2 separate regions of the Oryctolagus cuniculus genome follow, and region 2 is linked to region 1. Evidence: chromatin contacts called from public Micro-C data. All regions are on one chromosome and are shown on one strand. The core of a region is the stretch at or near the end of the contact, and the rest is flanking DNA. Distances in the headings are between cores, read along the strand shown.

Region 1 (2,703 bases), core at 16-2,515:
GCCGCTCCGCCTCCCGCCTCCCGCCGCCGCGGCAGCCCAGCTCGCTGCTGCTCCTCCTCCCACGGCTCCCGTCCCTCCCTCGCGCCCTGCTTCCTTCCTCGCAGGCTGCCGCTTGAATCGGGCTGCTACCCCGCCTCCGTCTCCGCCTGCAAAAGCCCAGCTGCTTTTGCAGCCTCTTCCTCCGGCTCCCGCGCGGGAGCAGCCCCGAGCCCGGCGCGGGCACAGCCAGGACCGGCGTGGCCTCTCTCAGCGCCCTTCTGGGAGTCTCTACCGCCCCCTGGAGAGAGGGCCGCTCGCTCTGGATTTTTTTTTTTTTAACGGTATTTGCTTGGCTTCGATGCCTTCCAAAGCTTGAATATTCGTTTCTGAATCCTCTCTTCTAATAACCTCGAAAAATACTCGTGTATTAAGTCACAGTATTATGAAATATTCTAAATTCCTGTTTTCACTTAAAATATAGCATTGACAACACGAATCTTCCTGGTTCTTAATGCAGCCAACTTCTGAAAATATGGAGAAATTATATTTGTTCTATGCCCTTAGTTCAAAGCCTTTTTACATGTGAACATGTATACTTCCAAAGAACTCAAAAAATATTTTGATAATCTGAGTATTCTAATTATGAACCAGAAAAGTACAGAAGTATAACATTTGTGTACATTAGACTCTCTTTTGTACTCACTAAATAATTGAGGAAGAAACAACTACAAAGTAAACAGGAAAACAGGTTTTTGACTCTCCCAGTCTAGAGGCTGAATAAAAACCCCAGGGTTCTCACTGCTGCTTAGTTCAGTGGTGTTCTCATTTTGTGCAAATGCTGAGGCCAGTTTTCCTCCTATTCATGTAAGATCAATATGATCAGCTGCCATTAGTCCTATGCAGGGATTCTGGGAGCAACTCCAAAAGCTCTGTTGCTAATTAGCATCTCAGCTCTAGGATGTAGACATTATTAACTGATTAAGTCTCTTGGTTTAACCACTCTCAAGACCTTTATGCAAAACATGCGCATGTTTTTAAGAAGCAGTGAGAAGTGATTGGAAGGTAAACTGAGGCCTTCCTTCTAGAACCTTACCAGAAACTCTAACACAGACACCGTTTCCCCCCAGGTGCCATATAAAAAGAAGAGATGGAAAAAACTCCCCCAGATCTCCTAGCTTGAGAGCTAGGATTGCGTTTGGGGCCCTAGCAAGCCAGTTCCTGGTAGTCCAATAAACTGGAAGCAGCAGTGAGCAAGTGTCACTTACCAATAGAAACACAGGAGAATTGTCTTTTATTCTGTGACGCGCTAAGTGTGGTTGCTTTCTGCCCTGCTATGCCCTTAGCCCCTCTTTGTAGTGTTTCTGTGGCGTTTGCCTTACTGCACAGTTGATGAGCAGGATTACTGTTTGCCAATGTCTGAGCCTCTCTGTAGTGGAAAGACAGCTCTTCCCAGCCCCTTTGAAGTTACCCACGGTCACATGACTTGTTTTGACCATGAAACGGGAGCAGAAGTGAGTGGAGTCACATTTCTGAGTACAAGTGTCCAGTTGCCAGTAGGTGGCCGGCTCTTGCTCTCTAGCCTGCTCCTTCCCTCCAGTGGTGGTGGGGGAAACAGCATGTCCACGTGGAGGTGCCTTGTGGTCAAAGCCAAGGGAATGCTGAGCCAGTGCACCTCAGACAGCTGTCCTGGGGAATCGACCTCGCTCACAGCCAACTCCTCGTGAGTGAGAAATAAACTTTTCCTTCTGTTAAGCTACTGACTTGGAGTTCTTGCCAGCTTGCTATTCATCTATCTTAGCCTGATAAACATAATTGTTAAACTCTAGTATATAATATATTTTGTATAAGAAATTTCAGTGTTGATACTTGTGGCCAGTACACAGCTGAACTAGATGGTAAGCTAGTAGCTTCTTACTGCCGCCCTGTCACCTGCAGAAAGTTGCACATGAAAAGTACTTAGCTATGTATCTGATCATTTAAATTTAGAAAAAGGATAACAGGACACAACTTTAAAAATATTTGGCAGGGCCGGCTCTGTGGTGTAGCGGACTAAGCCTCCACCTGTGGTGCCAGAATCCCACGGGCGCCGGTTCAAGTACCAGCTTCTCCTTTTCTGATCCAGCTGTCTGCTATGGCCTGGGAAAGCAGTAGAAGATGGCCCAAGTCCTTGGGCCCCTGCACCCGAGTAGGAGACCCAGAGAAGGCTCCTGGCTCCTGGCTCCTGGCTTCGGATCGGCGCAGCTCCAGCAGTTGTAGCCATCTGGGGAATGAACCAGCATATGGAAGAACTTTCTCTCTTTCTCTTCCTCTCTCTGTAACTCTACCTGTGAAGTAAATAAATAAAATCTTTAAAAGTATATATTTAGCAAGTATTCTATCCAGTATGCAGGTCTACAGTGCTTACTAAGGGATCAGGCAATAAATCAGTCTCTGACTCTCAGCTCTTCTACATTTGTCATTAGCAAAGCTCCAAAGCATATGTCCATGAAAAGCATTTGCAACACCCTGATGGAAACATCTCTTGAATAGTCTTATTCAAGTGTTCCTGTTATGTCCCATCTAAATTGATGGTGACAACACTAATTGAAAGCTGTTAAGACATAGTCATATCCTAGCAACCAAATGTATACCTCATAAGAAATACAAGGGCCTGGCCGGCGCCGCGGCTCACTAGGCTAATCCTCCGCCTAGCGGCGCCGGCACACCGGGTTCTAGTCCTGGTTG
Region 2 (2,700 bases), core at 121-2,620, 120 kb before region 1:
GGAATAAATTTTAGGGAAAGTGTGCATGTAGTTAGGCCAAAAATTGAAAAAAAAACTATTTTGTTTACAAAATAAGGATGGCACACCTTTATTATAAAATATGTCACTTGTGAAAAATAATTCTATATTTCTTTTCTTGTATATGGATATGTATACGCTCATTAACAAAAAGGTGAAATAAGCAAAGAAGTCATCAAAGCAAGAAGGCAAAACTTCTTGTAAACAAATAATCAAGAAGTTAATCTTCCACTTTCTAATTGCAAAAACAGAACAGGACAGGGACACCTAAGAACGCTCTCCCCTCTACCGCCCCACCCCAATGTGATTTATTGAATTTTGCTAGAACTACAAGACTCGTAGTTTCCAATGCAGCGCATTCCTCTACCAAACATAAATCACTTTCAATGTGAGATCATACTACTCTTTATTCCACAGAATGCTTTCTGTTCCTCAAAGAAGTCTTATTATTTGATGTTCACTTAGTGCAGTTCCGTATTCTTGTAGTTACTCCAGTAAACACTAGAGGGAGATTCCCCACATTGAGCAAAAACAAAAATTCAAAAATTTCTTAAAACACTGAAAAAATGTCAAGGTTCATAGAACATTATTACTATCACTCCCATTTTAAGTTTAAAAAAATTGACAATTAGATAGTAAATTAACTGGAATTTTAACTTAGTAGGTAAGTTTGGCAATAAGACTAATGAGTTAATAAATTTAGACTGAAAAATTACATTGTAGCTGAGTCAAACTTGATGACATTTAATGTGATATTTTCAAACAAGAAATACTAAATGTAATAAGAGAAATGTGCTTTGTTCCTTTATCACAATATAATGAAAGTATAAAGTCAGCTAAACAAAATGAAAGTATAAAGTCAGCTAAACAAAATGCTAAAAACAGGACACTTACTAAGTAGTTTTTACTTATGAAATGTCTGAACTCATGAGAAGAGAAACTTTTGAGCCAGGCTCAGTTGTGAAATGAAACGGGCCTTGGGAAAAGAGGCAAAGCAGTTAGGGCTAAGCCCAGAGGGACCCGGACAGGGCCAGTTCTCCCTGAGATCAAGAGATAAAGCTGTAATATTATCAGGAAACAAAAACGCCACACATTTCTCAGAAACCTATTTCTGTCCTGGCCTGCCACATTACTTCAGATGTTTATACCACCACAACAGATTTTTCACATTGCAAATGAAAATAACACGACATTCCTGAACTTTTATTTAGACTTCAGTTACTTGTAAACATTATCATCAAGCACCGAGGGTGCCAAGTGTCTCCCCTCATCCAAGAAGAAAAACTCCTAACTGCATGCCACTCAAGGATTACACATTTGCCTCTCCAAAATTAGGCCAGCAGGGCACTAACAGGCAACCCAATGCCCAATCTCTGATCAGCACTTGTACTTTTTATGGGTAAAGGAAAAGCACTGGTCTCTACATAGAAACGATTCACAGTAGAACTCTGCACTGGCTCCAGCCCTCACAGTAGAATTAAACTCAATGGAACAACATGAGTCATAATGAAGCATTCCTGATACTGCTATGTGGAATCAAAAATTAATACTGTAACATCTTGCAGCAAGACTGCCTTGCTACCCCTCATTCCTTCTTTTTGGTTGGAATTATGCCGAGTGTCACCTAGAAACCACGATGATTTTCTGAGCTGATAATTAATTGGCTGTCAAAAAGTGTTCTTCTTTCTTCATTAAATATTGAAGCCCACTTCTGGTCCCCATCGTTTGTGTGATCCAGCAAAACGACATCAAGGGGAAGTACTGAGCAATTTAGGTGACACAGCAACACATCTTTGATTGCAGAAAACAATGAAAAGCTCAAGACTTCAGGGTTCTAGAAAAAGATCATTTTCCTTCTATGCAGCTCACAAATGACTTGAATATGAATTTCTACAACCAATAAACCTCTGCCCTTGAAGTCACTGAAATACATCAGCATTGCCTAAAAGCCATATAGAGGAGTGCCCTGTGTCGTGATCAGTCTTTCCCAGTCATACCAGGTCCTATTCACTCTTTGTGCACACACCCAGTAGGCAGAAATTGCCAAACTCAATCAATAGAACTCAATGCCATGACAGCATTACTTTCAACTAACTGCTCTTTTGTAATTTGTTAAAACTTCCAATAAACTTTGGTAACTCAGTACACTAAAGGCCCCCAACAATTCCCTAAAGAAGCTCTTATTTTAGAATTTTAAGTAGAATGTATGGCTCTGAAATGTTTTTCAGGAGGTTACAGCTTCATTCTCTAATATCCAAACACTGCGTTATTCTATATTGAAAAGATCAGAGTAACGATTCAGCATCAAGATCAACGTGAGCAAAGTTAAAAGAGATTAAGGAAATCCATTCAGTGGTTTCTATTAACTGGCCTGCAGGAGTGTGATAATGTGGCCAGAATTCTTTTTCATCAGCATTCCCAAAGGATCTATCTGAGCTGTAGTCTGTCCAAATTTCACAACTTCGAAGTCAGAAACCCGTCAAAGCAAAAGTAGCAGCCCTTACTGTTTTTACACAGGGGCTGCTTTCAAGAAAGACCAAGATGATTGTAACTGTAAATAATTTAGGAGTGAATTATCAGCTGAAATAGATACTGGTTTTTTTTTTTCTAAATAGCACCCAGGTTTATCTAGAACAAACTGTTACAGTGGACTCTGCCAATCCTTGCACACTCCCCAAGTCC

The links. Hi-C and Micro-C count contacts between places; a contact is called where the count stands out from the background.
Region 2: a contact with region 1 is called in a Micro-C map of ear pinna, with 13 times the contacts expected there. The contact joins the enhancer-like site here to the promoter of TBC1D4 in region 1. A contact is called at or near these places in 6 of 6 Hi-C or Micro-C datasets (ear pinna, embryonic fibroblasts, liver and 3 more).

The regions. Positions count from the first base shown.
Region 1 is chr9:37,119,226-37,121,928 of mOryCun1.1, reverse strand. It overlaps TBC1D4 (TBC1 domain family member 4), which reads right to left and starts at 1,265. Exons shown (of 21, transcript XM_070048715.1): 1 at 1,245-1,265. The region is part of intron 1 of LOC103349082 (a long non-coding RNA gene); the gene reads left to right.
Region 2 is chr9:37,239,576-37,242,275 of mOryCun1.1, reverse strand. All of the region lies in intron 1 of TBC1D4 (TBC1 domain family member 4), which reads right to left. Among named protein-coding and RNA genes, the nearest start is that of TBC1D4, 120 kb to the right of the region's middle. Within about 2 kb of position 1,370, at least 1 of the 8 cell types and tissues checked has an H3K27ac peak or open chromatin away from gene starts, as enhancers often do.